Regions from separate parts of the Mus musculus genome. Here all the other regions are linked to region 1. Evidence: chromatin contacts called from public Hi-C data. All regions are on one chromosome and are shown on one strand. The core of a region is the stretch at or near the end of the contact, and the rest is flanking DNA. Distances in the headings are between cores, read along the strand shown.

Region 1 (4,220 bases), core at 1,179-3,678:
AGTTTATGCAGTCACCAGACACCAGAGATAAAAATATAACCCCAGCATTCCCCAGCTGGAAGAGTTTATTTTATCACACATGAGAACTGCTGGCTTTGGCCAGGCAACTGGGAATATCCTAGGATGTTTCAGAGAGAAGGGCTGGGTCTCTACTTTCATTGGTCTCTTCTCTTATTCAAAAGTCCAACTTCTACTTTAATACATAAGTGCATGCATTTTAGATATAAATGTAGCTAATATAGAAATAAAGTTATAAATATACATCCTCCTGAGAGTTAGATCCTGCACAGATCTTAGAGACTAGAAAGGAGCCTTCTCTGCATTTGCCTTATCTTTATCTTGCCCTACCCTGAGCAGCCATGGCCTAGATTGGTTTTTGAAGCAGAAACAGTCCAGGAGAAATAAAACATATGCAGGGCAGGGTGAGACTAGGCACAGAGGGTTCTATGAGGACTGACCTATCCCAGCTGACCAGGGATTAAATCTAAATGCAAAGACGGGGAAAGATGACTATGGCCTGGTTAAGAGTCTTAGGAGTGTGTCGGGGCATGGGGAACTTAATGACTATTGGAAGGACCAAAAAGTAGCTGGGTGAGTAAGACAACGATCTTTCTAGCATGATACTAGCATGATACTTGGGGCACAGTTAGCATGATACTTGGGGCACAGTGGAAACTGCAAAAGGCAGAAGATTATCTCAGACATCTGACTATCCCATATAGATGGAGTCAAGGCTCCTTCTTGAATACTTGTGGCATAGAACCCAGGAAAGCAGCCAGATGACCAGTAAGAACAATCTATGGGGCAGTATTGAGTCCTAAGACATCATTTCTGTCCCAAAACTGTTATGGTCTCTGGACTATTAGCCTTGAACTGCTAAAGGTTTTTTTTTCCTGGATCTTTTTGAAGGATGTTACCAACTTTCCATCTTCACCATACTGGCCTGCTAATAAGGAGAGAATAGTAAGTCTGCCATAGTGCCCTTTAAAAACAAGACTACCAGAAGTCCCAGGAAGACTGGAGGATGTGAGTGGATCAGAACCAAGTTTGCAACATAAAAATGCAAATGACTCTGAGATTCTTTTTCCTTTATCCTTCATAATAATCGTTGATACTAATATCTATTGCTGCAAAAATGCCACAGTGCCCATGTTAGAGTGCCGTTAAAAGCTCTCAGTACAAAGGGATGCTCTGTTTCGATAAAGAAAGGGTTAAGGGCAGACCTCACAAGGCGGTGTGTGATGCAGAGTCAGCTGGAGCTCTCTCATCATATTGTCCTCAAACTTTCTTGTTCTTTTCTCACTTGTTATTTCTTCCTTTTATTTTACATCTAGCTGGGATTGCTGCGTGTAACTCAAGTTTGCGGTTTGTGGCTCTGAGCTGTCACTGTCCTCTGCAAGTGCATGCCGGTCTTTTCAGAATTCTTTCCCCACCATTCTTCCAGTAGTTCAAGTTCTTTAGAACCAAGATTTGTGCATATTCCAGAGATTATAAAATTTTAACTTTTACACTTGGCTACTGTTGGCTGTCTACATTCCTGGCAGTTTGTGTAGAGCAAGACATGCATTTCTGAGCATTTGACTTTGCAGATAAATGTGAGAAGTGCTCATGGTTCATGAGAGAGATGAACAAGACAATCCAAGATCATCCCCCATGTTCTGTGTTAATTTGCTTATCAAAACAAAACCCTCTGCTTCCTCCTCTTTCTTCTTCTGTAAAACATTTATTTGGAGGGCTTTTATCCTCCCATGTCCCCCACCCCACCTCACCCCCCAACCCCCTCCAAGAAGAAATTTAAGCTCCAATTAGTGCAAGAGAAGGGAGGGAGGTGCAGACTTGGATGCTAAATTGCCTAGAGCCTGCTCTCCCTCAAACAGACCACAAGATTCTCCAGCCCAGTTAATTTCTTCCCATTTAACTAATAGAAGGCTGGGGAGTGACCTTTGCAGGCCAGTGGGTAGGAGCTGAGGAACACTCCCCCCAAATGAGGGGGGGGGATATCTCTGTTTACTACACAGCAGGTTGGCCTCAGCTAATGACATTAATCCCCCTACTGCATTTCATTAGGTGACAGACAAGGAGCCACACTTTGGAAGGAACTGTTTCACCCAGCAGCCAGCTGTGGAGAAGAGCCACTCCAGGACCAGCACCGCCTCTCCTCATTTGCCTTTCGTCTTCTATTATCCCTGACATGTTCACTGAACTACAAGCTGCACATGTTTAAAAATAATTAAATGTACTCCAAACAAATAGGCAATGTTTCCTCAATCGTTGCAGTGAGCTTTCCATGTTTGGACAGATTTTTTTTTCTGTTCATTGGGTTCATCAGGCAGCCCAGTTCTTTACTGTCACTCCTGAAACCTAGCAGATAAATCCCCAGGGCAGGCTGCTGCCCCAGTACCGTCACTTGCTCTGACCTTGGACTATAGTCCTTCCCAGTCTGAAGGTCTCCAATTTGGAGTAATCATGTCTGGACTCCCAGGCTTGCAAATGGAGTCACGGGGCAAATATTTTTAAAAGCAAGATAAACTTGGGATTTAAAATGGAAGTGTTGGGAATACTGAGAAGAGACACTCCAAGCCGATTAACCTTTTGGGACAGTTGCTGATAAATGTGCAGACTTGGGACCCTCCTCACTCTCATCAGTCCTGAACATTTTGCACACTAAACATTGCCAACACGGTGTTCTTTTCTTTTTAAAAGTAGTGTTTTCCCATTAGAAGATGAAGAAAAGGGGGAAAGAAGGCACAGCTTGTAATGTTCCATAAAGCATAACACATTAAAATACACAGATAGTGGTCTAAATAGATGACTCAGTAGTTAAGGACTCATTTTAGAGGGCCTGGGTGTTGTTCCTAGTACCCACATAGGGTGACTCACAGCCACCTGTATCCTCAGATGCAGGGATCTGACACCCTCTTGTGGCTTCCTTGGGTACCTACCTTCATATGCATGCACACATAATTAAAAATAAAATAGAAACTATACACACAGAAAGCTAGTCAACGAGAAAAGAGACTCTCTGTGCTCACACAGCACGGAGTCCGCTTTGAGAAAAAAATGAAACTAGCCGGGTGGTGGTGGCACATTCTATGAATCCCAGCACTCAGGGAGCAGAGGCAGGCAGATTTCTATGAGTTCGAGGCCAGCCTGGTGTATAGAGAGAGACTGCCAGGGCTACACAGAAAAATTCTGTCTTGAAAAAAAAAAACACACAAAGAAAAACAAAAGATAGCAAACAACAATAACAAAACAAACAAAAAAAATGAAAACAAAATTCTTTTTGTAGCTGAGCAAAATTCCCCTTATAAAAACAATAAATACACTGAGGAGCCAACAATGTTCTCAGCAATAGTTCTTCAGTAACTGATTGAGAGACAGGGACATTTCTCTGTTTCTCACTATAGTCTCACTGCATCTTGCAAAAGTATAGCTCCTCCCTTTGAATAACTCTAGTTAAAGCGTGTGCGTATAGACAGCTTTGTACTATAAGGAGGTGAAGAGAATGGAGGAATAGAAGGTGTCGGTGTAATTAGGGTCCCTAAAATACTGCTGTGGTTTAGCTTGATACAAGAACAACTTTAAGTAAAACCATAAGAATGAATGCTGTTTGGTTTCTTCAAGCAATATGCTCAAGTGTGATTTGAATCAATACTGACAGCAGTTAATGTGCAGAGACATTCATTTATCCATTGACTGCTTTTATACTGAGTGGTGCCCAAAGTAGGCTTGATGCCTTGTGAATTTTTTTTTAAAGATTTATTTATTTATTATATGTAAGTACACTGTAGCTGTCTTCAGACACTCCAGAAGAGGGAGCCAGATCTCGTTACAGATGATTGTGAGCCACCATGTGGTTGCTGGGATTTGAACTCTGGACCTTTGGAAGAGCAGTCGGTTGTTCTTACCCACTGAGCCATCTCACCAGCCCCGCCTTGTGAATTTTAAAAAGCCAACAAAAACGTGTAGGAGAGATCAGTATCTCACTAAGGAGGAATTTATTTTTATTCCCTTTCATATATTACACCCACCCCATCACAGTTCCCCAGTTCTCCCCTGCCGCTATCATCTCCGCAAGCCACCCTGCGCCTTCTCTTCCCCCCCAGATCCACCCACTTCCTTTAGAGAAGAACAGACCTCCCAGAGTCATCAAACAACATTTTATAACAATCTACGATGAGACCAGGCACATCTCATCATATCAAGGAAATGCAGGACAA
Region 2 (3,807 bases), core at 993-3,492, 350 kb before region 1:
TGCAACTGTTCTTTTCCTCTTCCATCCATGCACAAGTTCTGTTGTTTTTGCACACGTGAGTTGTGTGGGTGTGAACACAGAACAGTTACTTGCTCTCTTTAGACCCTAGCCTGACTCTGGCACTCTCAGATACGAAGGGACAGTGTAATCGAATGCAAAAAGAACGCTGGAGGACAATCTGAGAATAATAAAAATATAAGTTATTTTGAAACACTGGATGGGTGATTTATGCAAAAGAGACGCTGGATTGACCGTTTCCTCTTCCCTTCTCGCCCTTCCACCCCTTTAAGAAAACGCAAAGCCACAAGTGAGTAGTTGTATGTGTTTGATGGCTTATATAAACAGAAGAAGCCTTCAGATGGCTAAAATAAACACGAGTGTGTTACAGAAGGATATGTTTACACGAACCATTTGCTCAGCCCCTGAAATAATGAAGAAATGAAGATTTGACTGAAATAATTGGGAGGATTTTTTTTTTCCTGCTTATGATGCCATAATTGAATGGCACCAAAGAGACTTTTATCAGTGGTTTTCCATGTTCCATGTGTTCCCAGTTCCTCTCTTTGAGTTGAATGCTTCATCCTGCCATTACTTTACACGTGTTTTTGTAAGAAATTGTCGTTTATTACTGCAATTCCAGAGAGTTGCTTGATTTCCCAAGAGAAGTTTAGCAGCCAGTAAAGGTTATTTGGATCTGGCTGGTCAGGGGGAGGGCAAAGCAAAGGGGCAGCCGTGTGCATGGCATGCTCAGTAGTTATTGTGAAACACTGCTTTTCTTTATAAAATGTATGTTCTCTATCGAAAGACTAAAAACCAAAAACTTAAAGATAATTTTCAGTAGGTTGCAAACTGCATTCACACGTGTACGTTTATGTAGACAGGTAAGTGTCACATGCGATGCATGTATGTGGACAGTCCTGTTCCTATAGAATTAAGCTACTGTTTACTTCAGCATTATTTAGACTATCCTGGCATGTCTCCTAGGTTAGCATTTCCTGCTCAGGATTTCTTATCTTGACACAAAACTGCAGTCCGGGGCAGCTGGGTTGTTTCTGAAGTTCCTTGGGATGGTGGTGGTGGTGTGTGTGTGTGTGTTTGGGGGGCTGGGGGGAGGAGGGGAAGCTGGATTCCCATCTCTGAATCTTCTTTTCAGCTGTTGGCTCTAAAGTGTTCACATTTTTATACAGCATCCTGGGGCCCTAGCACCACTCCAGGACTAATAGAAATGCTGACAAGCTAGGTGGCATAGGTGAGTCCTTGGTTCAAGGCTGAGAATTATGAAATCTAAGGTTGCATCTGAGCAGGGTTTGGTACCAGGGCAGCTGCTGTTGTCATCCTTTGCTTTGAATAGTCTCGTGAAAGCAGTGACTTTCTGTCCTCATCAGCATCATTTGCACCTGTTGGGAGAGCAAAACTGAAGGCGGTAGTATTTTATTCAGATTATCCGAAATGGTTTTCACTCACTCGCTCACACACACACACACACACACACACACACACACACACACACACACACACAGTGTCTCTGTCTCTGATCTGGCTATTGGAAGCAGTGTTGAGACATCATTTTCGCCTACCTTTCTCCATTTATAAAGAGAGATTTGTCCAACTGGCCGTTTCCTTTTTATCTAGACAAACTCTTCAGAACACTTCCTAAGAAATTAATTGTATTCCAGCCAGACTTGCATGCTGCCATCCCACAGGAAATGGGTCAGCAATCCATTAAGATGCCATTAGATAATCTAATTTGGAACTTAATCTCTAAATTAACCATGCTCCATACTTGAAGCATACTTGAGAGAAAGAAAAAAAGTTTACGTTTGAATCGATAGGGGAGCCGAAGCGTGAAGAAGGCTGTTTGTTTTTTCTGTAGCTGTGGTCACGTCTCAAGCCGTCTGGTAACCAGGAGAAACCAGACATGATGTAATTCCAGATTGAACTTGAACTTCAGGGACTTAGCATGGGGGAACAATGGGCCATAGGAATCAATAATGTCCATTTTCCACATGATTATGTCTGGAGCTTTCCCGTCAACCCTTTTGGATGGACAGTGTGGCCAAAGCGAGATGATCCAGGGACAAGATGTTAGAGGAAAGAGAACAACTTTCTCCATGGTACTTTCAGAGCAGCGCTGCAGATTCCAGCGGGATTAGAAAAGTTCCCGCTCTGCAGTGAAGTGGGAGCTCGTTCAGAGCACTCTTTGTTCGCCTAGGTAGGACAAACTTAATCTTCCGTTTCCTGTCAGATGGTTTTTGGCAGCAGAGCCAGAGAGGGAGGAGCAGGATTCAGAACATTCTCAAAATGCAAACCTTACTGGTTAACCCTTTTGCAGCTAAAGGAAGTGTGCTAAATGCTGACCTTGTTTGAAGATGGTTTATGCAAAGCACCGTGTAAACACGCACACTCTCTGCTGAGGAAGTCAGCTCCATTGCGGCCCACACACCATCACTTCATTGTTGTGATCAAGGAGCTGGAACTAGGTGTACTGTGAATCAGGTCATATTTAAATAATAGAGCCTAGAAATGAATGTATTTTTATAGGAAATGCTACAGCAGTAAAGACAAAAGCCTGTTGAATTTCCACATGGGGAATAATAATATTTATGTTGCATATCAGAAAGTGTAGAAATAGAGTTTCCTCTCCTATTTTCTTCGTTCTGGGAGCTCTCTGCATATGTGAACACAGTGAAAGGGCCAATGTCATAAATATAATTGTTAACTCCTTGACATCTTACTCTTCAGAAATCTGGTATAAACAAGTCCTCTTCTTTAGAAGCAAAACTGTAAAAATAATACTAGTATTTGCTTTTAAGAAAAATCATTTGTGAAAGAGTCTCCTGGCTTTTATACAAACTCACATTTCTCTTTCATTTAGTATGCCTTTGGGGAGCCTTTCTGTGAAAAGCACTATTTTGGAGAACCGGAGTTTTTTTTTTTTTGGTAGGGAAATGTCTGTAGTTGAAGAATCACTTATGCAAATAAGAGGAGCAGTAACCCTTGTAACAATAGCATTGAAAAGAAGCCCAGGGGTGGAGAGGAATACAGACTAGAGAAAGGCTGGAAATCAACATGTGGGCTTCCCTGTGGCATGGTCTGGGAGGAGTAAATGACTACAGTTGGCCTGTATGTTTTTATATTTTAATTGGCAATAACATCCGGTAGCTTCATAAGTGTGTGTGTCTGTGTGTGTGTGTGTGTGTGTGTGTGTGTGTGTGTATGCATGCACGGGTGTCTTGTAATTGATTTGTAGTTAACAACTTCATAATTTTCTATCATAGGTTTTTTAGCTCTAAAATATGAGCAAAATCAAATCTTTAAAAAATATGCTTAATTTCCTGATTGAGGGGAAGGATTGCCCTTTAAATCTTATTTACATTTGACTGTTGTAAGCAAGTAAGTTTTTGTGACTTTTGAAGTGCCTGGGTTCCCTTGTTGAAGGGCCTTCTAACATCATGTGTGGAAGGAAGCCTCTATAGTAAAAGCAAAGGGTAGCAATGATCTGGTTCCCTAGACAGCTGCGCTGTCCCCATGTGAAGTCACTATTGCGTGTCGTCTTTTGCAGATGCAGTACTTCACTGGTATATGATACCCCCTTTTTTTTTTAAATTTGGAAAATACTTTCACTAATGCGTGCTACAATGAACCCTTGATCCAGCGTCCCCCAGAAGCAAAGCCGTCTGAAACAATTGACTATAAACCAATGAGGTTTGACAGCCTCCCATTTGATGTTATTTTCAAAAGTGTGGCTCCCCAAGGATTAACAATAAAGAAGGCTATTTACCTACTTAGTTAAGAAATAAATACACT
Region 3 (3,826 bases), core at 945-3,444, 440 kb before region 1:
CTAGACCACATGATCGTGTTTTAACTTGAGATAATTACTAATTTGATTCTCTAACCTCCCAACTAGCCCATAGATTCTTCCCCACTGAAGATGGTAGAGGGCAGTGAGTGTTAAGCTACTCTTCGCACATCCTGTCTCACTAGTACAGCTTCCGTGCAGCTCTCTCATTGGCCGTCTCGTTGATTCGTCACCTTTACCCGTGATGCTTTGCAGACGGAAACCAGCACTTGTGGTCTGTTGCTTGTGGTCCCAACGATGTGTTAGTAGCTGAAAACAGTGAACAGATGGGAAGTTCTGATGTGCTTTGGATCTCTTTGGGGATAATGTCAATTTATTTTTAAAATATATGAAGTCTACTTATTTTTAACCTTATAATTTGTTTTTCAGAGACAGGGTCTTACTATGTAACTGGCCCAACAAACTATGTAGACCAGGCTGGCCTCATACAGGAATCTATCTGCTCTGCTTCTGGAGTGCTAGGGCTAAAGGTGTATGCTACCACACCCAGCCTTACTTACAAGCTTTAAGCCAAACCATTTATTTTTCCCAAGTGACTAGCTTTAATAACTATGGAAAGGAATGATATATGGAAGGAACATTGTTGGTTTTCAATTCTCTAAAAATAAACAAATGGCCAAATGCATTAGATGTATTTCTGTCTGTTGCTGAGGACTGAACCCATGGCTTCATGCATGCTACCCAGTCGGTGTAGCTCTAAGCAGTTCTCCAGCCCCAGCATCTCACTACTGGGTGTTAATTGTTTGTGTAAGCTGGTAGGTAGCTCATTATTATCTTTCTTTTAAATTGTTTTGTCTTTCCTAAGGGAATGGATGCTTTTCATCCCATTTCTCCATGGATAGGATATTTAAGATAACGCCCTTTCTGCAATGTAAACAGATGCCCCAGACTGTAAAAGATATGTTAGGATATGGTCAGTGACAACTATGGAGGGAAACGGCACATGTACAACCAGCCCTAACACAGTGTTAAAGCCTTATATTAGAATGGGAGGGAAGTGATGTGGACCCTGCAGGGTGGTCTCATTAGGTGGATGCAAAAAGAGGGCCAGGAAGAATATACCAGATGAAGGGAATCAAGCACTTTAAAGATGAAATTGGAGTTTGTCTGACGTCAGAGTAAGGACATTTCAGTAATGAAAGCCATATGGGTACAGAGCATGGAGACCTGCAATTAGCAAAACAAGGGGGAGGAGCCTTAGAAGGTAAGAGCTGGGCCAACACCTGGAAGTAGGGCTTTGAGGTGAGGGGTTTCCAGCAAGTCTTTCTGGTTCATCTGGTTCGCTGAAATGGGAGAGAGTGGGCAAAAGGTCCTGCTGGAATAAGGACAATAAGGACTTTGTCATTCAAATGAGAGCAGGGTTAGCTATAGAGGATTGGGAATCGCAGACAATGAGTAGTAGAATTTAGCAAAGTGGAGCTGGTTGAGTTTGCCCTGGGGTTACAGGCAGGAAGGAACCAGGAGGTGGGCCTCATGGAAGGATTTTCTTAGGCAGTGATAGTACCAAAGGGTCCCACAGTAGAGAAAGAGCCATCCACTTTAGAGAGAGGCACCACAAAACTTCTCTTACATAGACAATGGAACTGGTCCCCAAAGACAAAAGGATGGACCTTTGATGGTTCCAGATATATGGAGTCTGAAGTCAGTTAGGACACCCTGTGGCTGATGGGACAAGCGGTGGTGGTGGTCAGGCATCCCTGGGCTCTGATGCCGGGTGGAAGATTAATTTTGATCCTTCCTTATGAGGTGGAGCTCAGGTAGTGTTTGAATATTCCCTTTTTATTTTGCTTCTCAGTGTTACTTCAGAACAGCGTCAAGCATACTAGGTCCTCATTTATTTTTTTATATTAACTTTTTTTTTTTGAGGGAGAAAATTCTTCAAGGATGAAAGTTCTGTGGGATGTTTCTTTTTCCAGTTTGAGAGAGAGAGAGAGAGAGAGAGAGAGAGAGAGAGAGAGAGAGGTGTTTGCAATATCTTTTCAATTTAATTTTATTATTTGCTGTTGTGTTTAAAGAAGCAGAAGCTACTCTGAAATTTAGGTGTGAATTTTGGAGAAGACATGAACAGTTTCATAAAAAAATGAAACAAAATGTGCCCAACCACTGAGTGCACCCCGGGGAGTAAACCCTGCCCTCAGGTCCCTGATTCACCCTGTTAGTAGCAGCCAGTGAGGCTCAGTTTACTGGCACAGCCTCCTCTGCCCTTCCTCTCCGTGTGAGTCCCAACCTTAGCAGGCAAAGGCTCAGAAGCCTTGGGATGAAGCTACATCATCCCACAGTTGAGCCAGCTAATGCCTAAGTACAAACAGTAGCCGGCAGTAAGTGGGTGTGGCCCTGCAGCTTCCTGGAGTGTCTTACAGGGGTTTGTCTTTGTTTGTAGATGTCTGGGTCCTGCAAATGGACTCCCGTCTTTGTTCAGTATGCAACTTTGACTACGTAATTTTCTTTGAGTTAAAAAAATAAACCAGTGGAAGGCTTGCTAGTTAAAGATCACACACACACACACACACACACACACACACACACACAGCCTTCAGAAGCAAATGTTTGTGGGCATAACCAGACTCCACAACATTTTTTTCTTTAAACTCTCTTTAGCCCTTGTCATCTTAAGATGTGCCTTATGCCTTACCACTTCCCTGGGAAATACGACTCACAGGAGCAAATTACGTTTCTGAGAGAGTCCAGGAGGATCCTAGTTAAGTAGATTAGGGTCTGGCATTCCTTTTAGCTTCATCAGTCATTTACAGCAGAGGATGGACACTGTAGCCGTCTGCGACTTGCCAATTAGCTGGGCTTTCCCCGCTGTTTCTGGTTTGGCAGGGATGAGGTGGTTCACCCTGCTGCACTGCTGCCTGCCAAGGACACATGGCCAGCTCCCTGCTTCCTGTCTTCCTCTTTGTGTCCTGGCCTTGCCTTCCAGACAGCTGCCAGGTTATGGTTGCCAAAAACCTTCCTTCCTTCAGAAAGGTCAAGTAACCTCAAATCACCTTTGCCAATATTTGTGTTTTCTTTTTAATCCTTCTGTGCTCAAGTTGGAGAAAACTGTAGCACTGAGTGGAACTTAGGGTCACCTCGGATCTCTTGGATCTGAACCTGAAGCATCCCTGAGCCAGTCCGGATGGTGCTTCTAGTACAGTTCTGTTCACAGCTCTGTGAAGTGCGATCGAGTTCAGGAGGGTTCAGTGTGGATCTGAGTGCTGCTGCTTTTTAGGATTCTCAGTTCACTTGTGATCTTTGGCCAAAGCCTGATGCATTGCATGGCAGGAAGAGAAGAATGTGGAGATAGGTTTTGGCTAAAGGCTTACTTTTTTTTTTTTCTTCAAAGAACTTGATAGTTGCAAACCTGTCTTTGCTTTCCTGTTTGGTGTCTGTGAATAAGAGTTAGCAGCCTGTCCATGGCCTGGGGACAGCGAGTGAATTAGCAGGAGCTTGCAGGATGGAAGTACCACTTCCTTGGCCCTGGCATGGCTGTAGGAAACACAGTCGCTGGGACTGAGGTTCAAGATCAGTGTGAATAAGTGTTTTGAATGACACTCACCACTCACCAAATGCATGCACTGAACAGGCCATGGTTACAGAATGGGACAAGCAAGATTTCTTGTTCCTGGGCAGCATATGGTCACATATAGACCTGTCCTCTCTAGTTCATCTCTTCGAATTACTTCATGCTCATCTTTCATCAAAGGACACGGCCACTAGTAGATAACACTTTTTAGAAGATTGAAGGTCTAGAACATTAATAATGAGATATTACCTTTAAGTAATTTTCTGCTTTAAGGTCTATGTTTTTATGAAGTGTTTTCTA

What was found. A called contact is a pair of places that touch in the nucleus more often than the background predicts.
Region 2: a Hi-C map of the N1E-115 cell line shows a contact between it and region 1, with 10 times the contacts expected there. The contact joins two enhancer-like sites. A contact is called at or near these places in 2 of 484 Hi-C or Micro-C datasets (the N1E-115 cell line and cerebellar granule neurons) and 1 of 115 datasets of contacts at active chromatin or transcription factors (a beta-TC-6 cell line).
Region 3: a Hi-C map of the N1E-115 cell line shows a contact between it and region 1, with 11 times the contacts expected there. The contact joins two enhancer-like sites. A contact is called at or near these places in 3 of 484 Hi-C or Micro-C datasets (the N1E-115 cell line, cerebellar granule neurons and immediate neuronal precursor).

Annotation. Positions count from the first base shown.
Region 1 is chr4:81,955,304-81,959,523 of GRCm38.p6, reverse strand. No RefSeq gene overlaps it. Among named protein-coding and RNA genes, the nearest start is that of Gm46886, 23 kb to the right of the region's middle. Within about 2 kb of position 2,428, at least 9 of the 459 cell types and tissues checked have an H3K27ac peak or open chromatin away from gene starts, as enhancers often do. A contact at or near this core is called in the N1E-115 cell line, where this site is marked.
Region 2 is chr4:82,302,821-82,306,627 of GRCm38.p6, reverse strand. The region is part of intron 11 of Nfib (nuclear factor I/B); the gene reads left to right. Among named protein-coding and RNA genes, the nearest start is that of Nfib, 200 kb to the left of the region's middle. Within about 2 kb of position 2,242, at least 116 of the 459 cell types and tissues checked have an H3K27ac peak or open chromatin away from gene starts, as enhancers often do. A contact at or near this core is called in the N1E-115 cell line, where this site is marked.
Region 3 is chr4:82,399,214-82,403,039 of GRCm38.p6, reverse strand. The region is part of intron 2 of Nfib (nuclear factor I/B); the gene reads left to right. Among named protein-coding and RNA genes, the nearest start is that of Nfib, 100 kb to the left of the region's middle. Within about 2 kb of position 2,194, at least 153 of the 459 cell types and tissues checked have an H3K27ac peak or open chromatin away from gene starts, as enhancers often do. A contact at or near this core is called in the N1E-115 cell line, where this site is marked.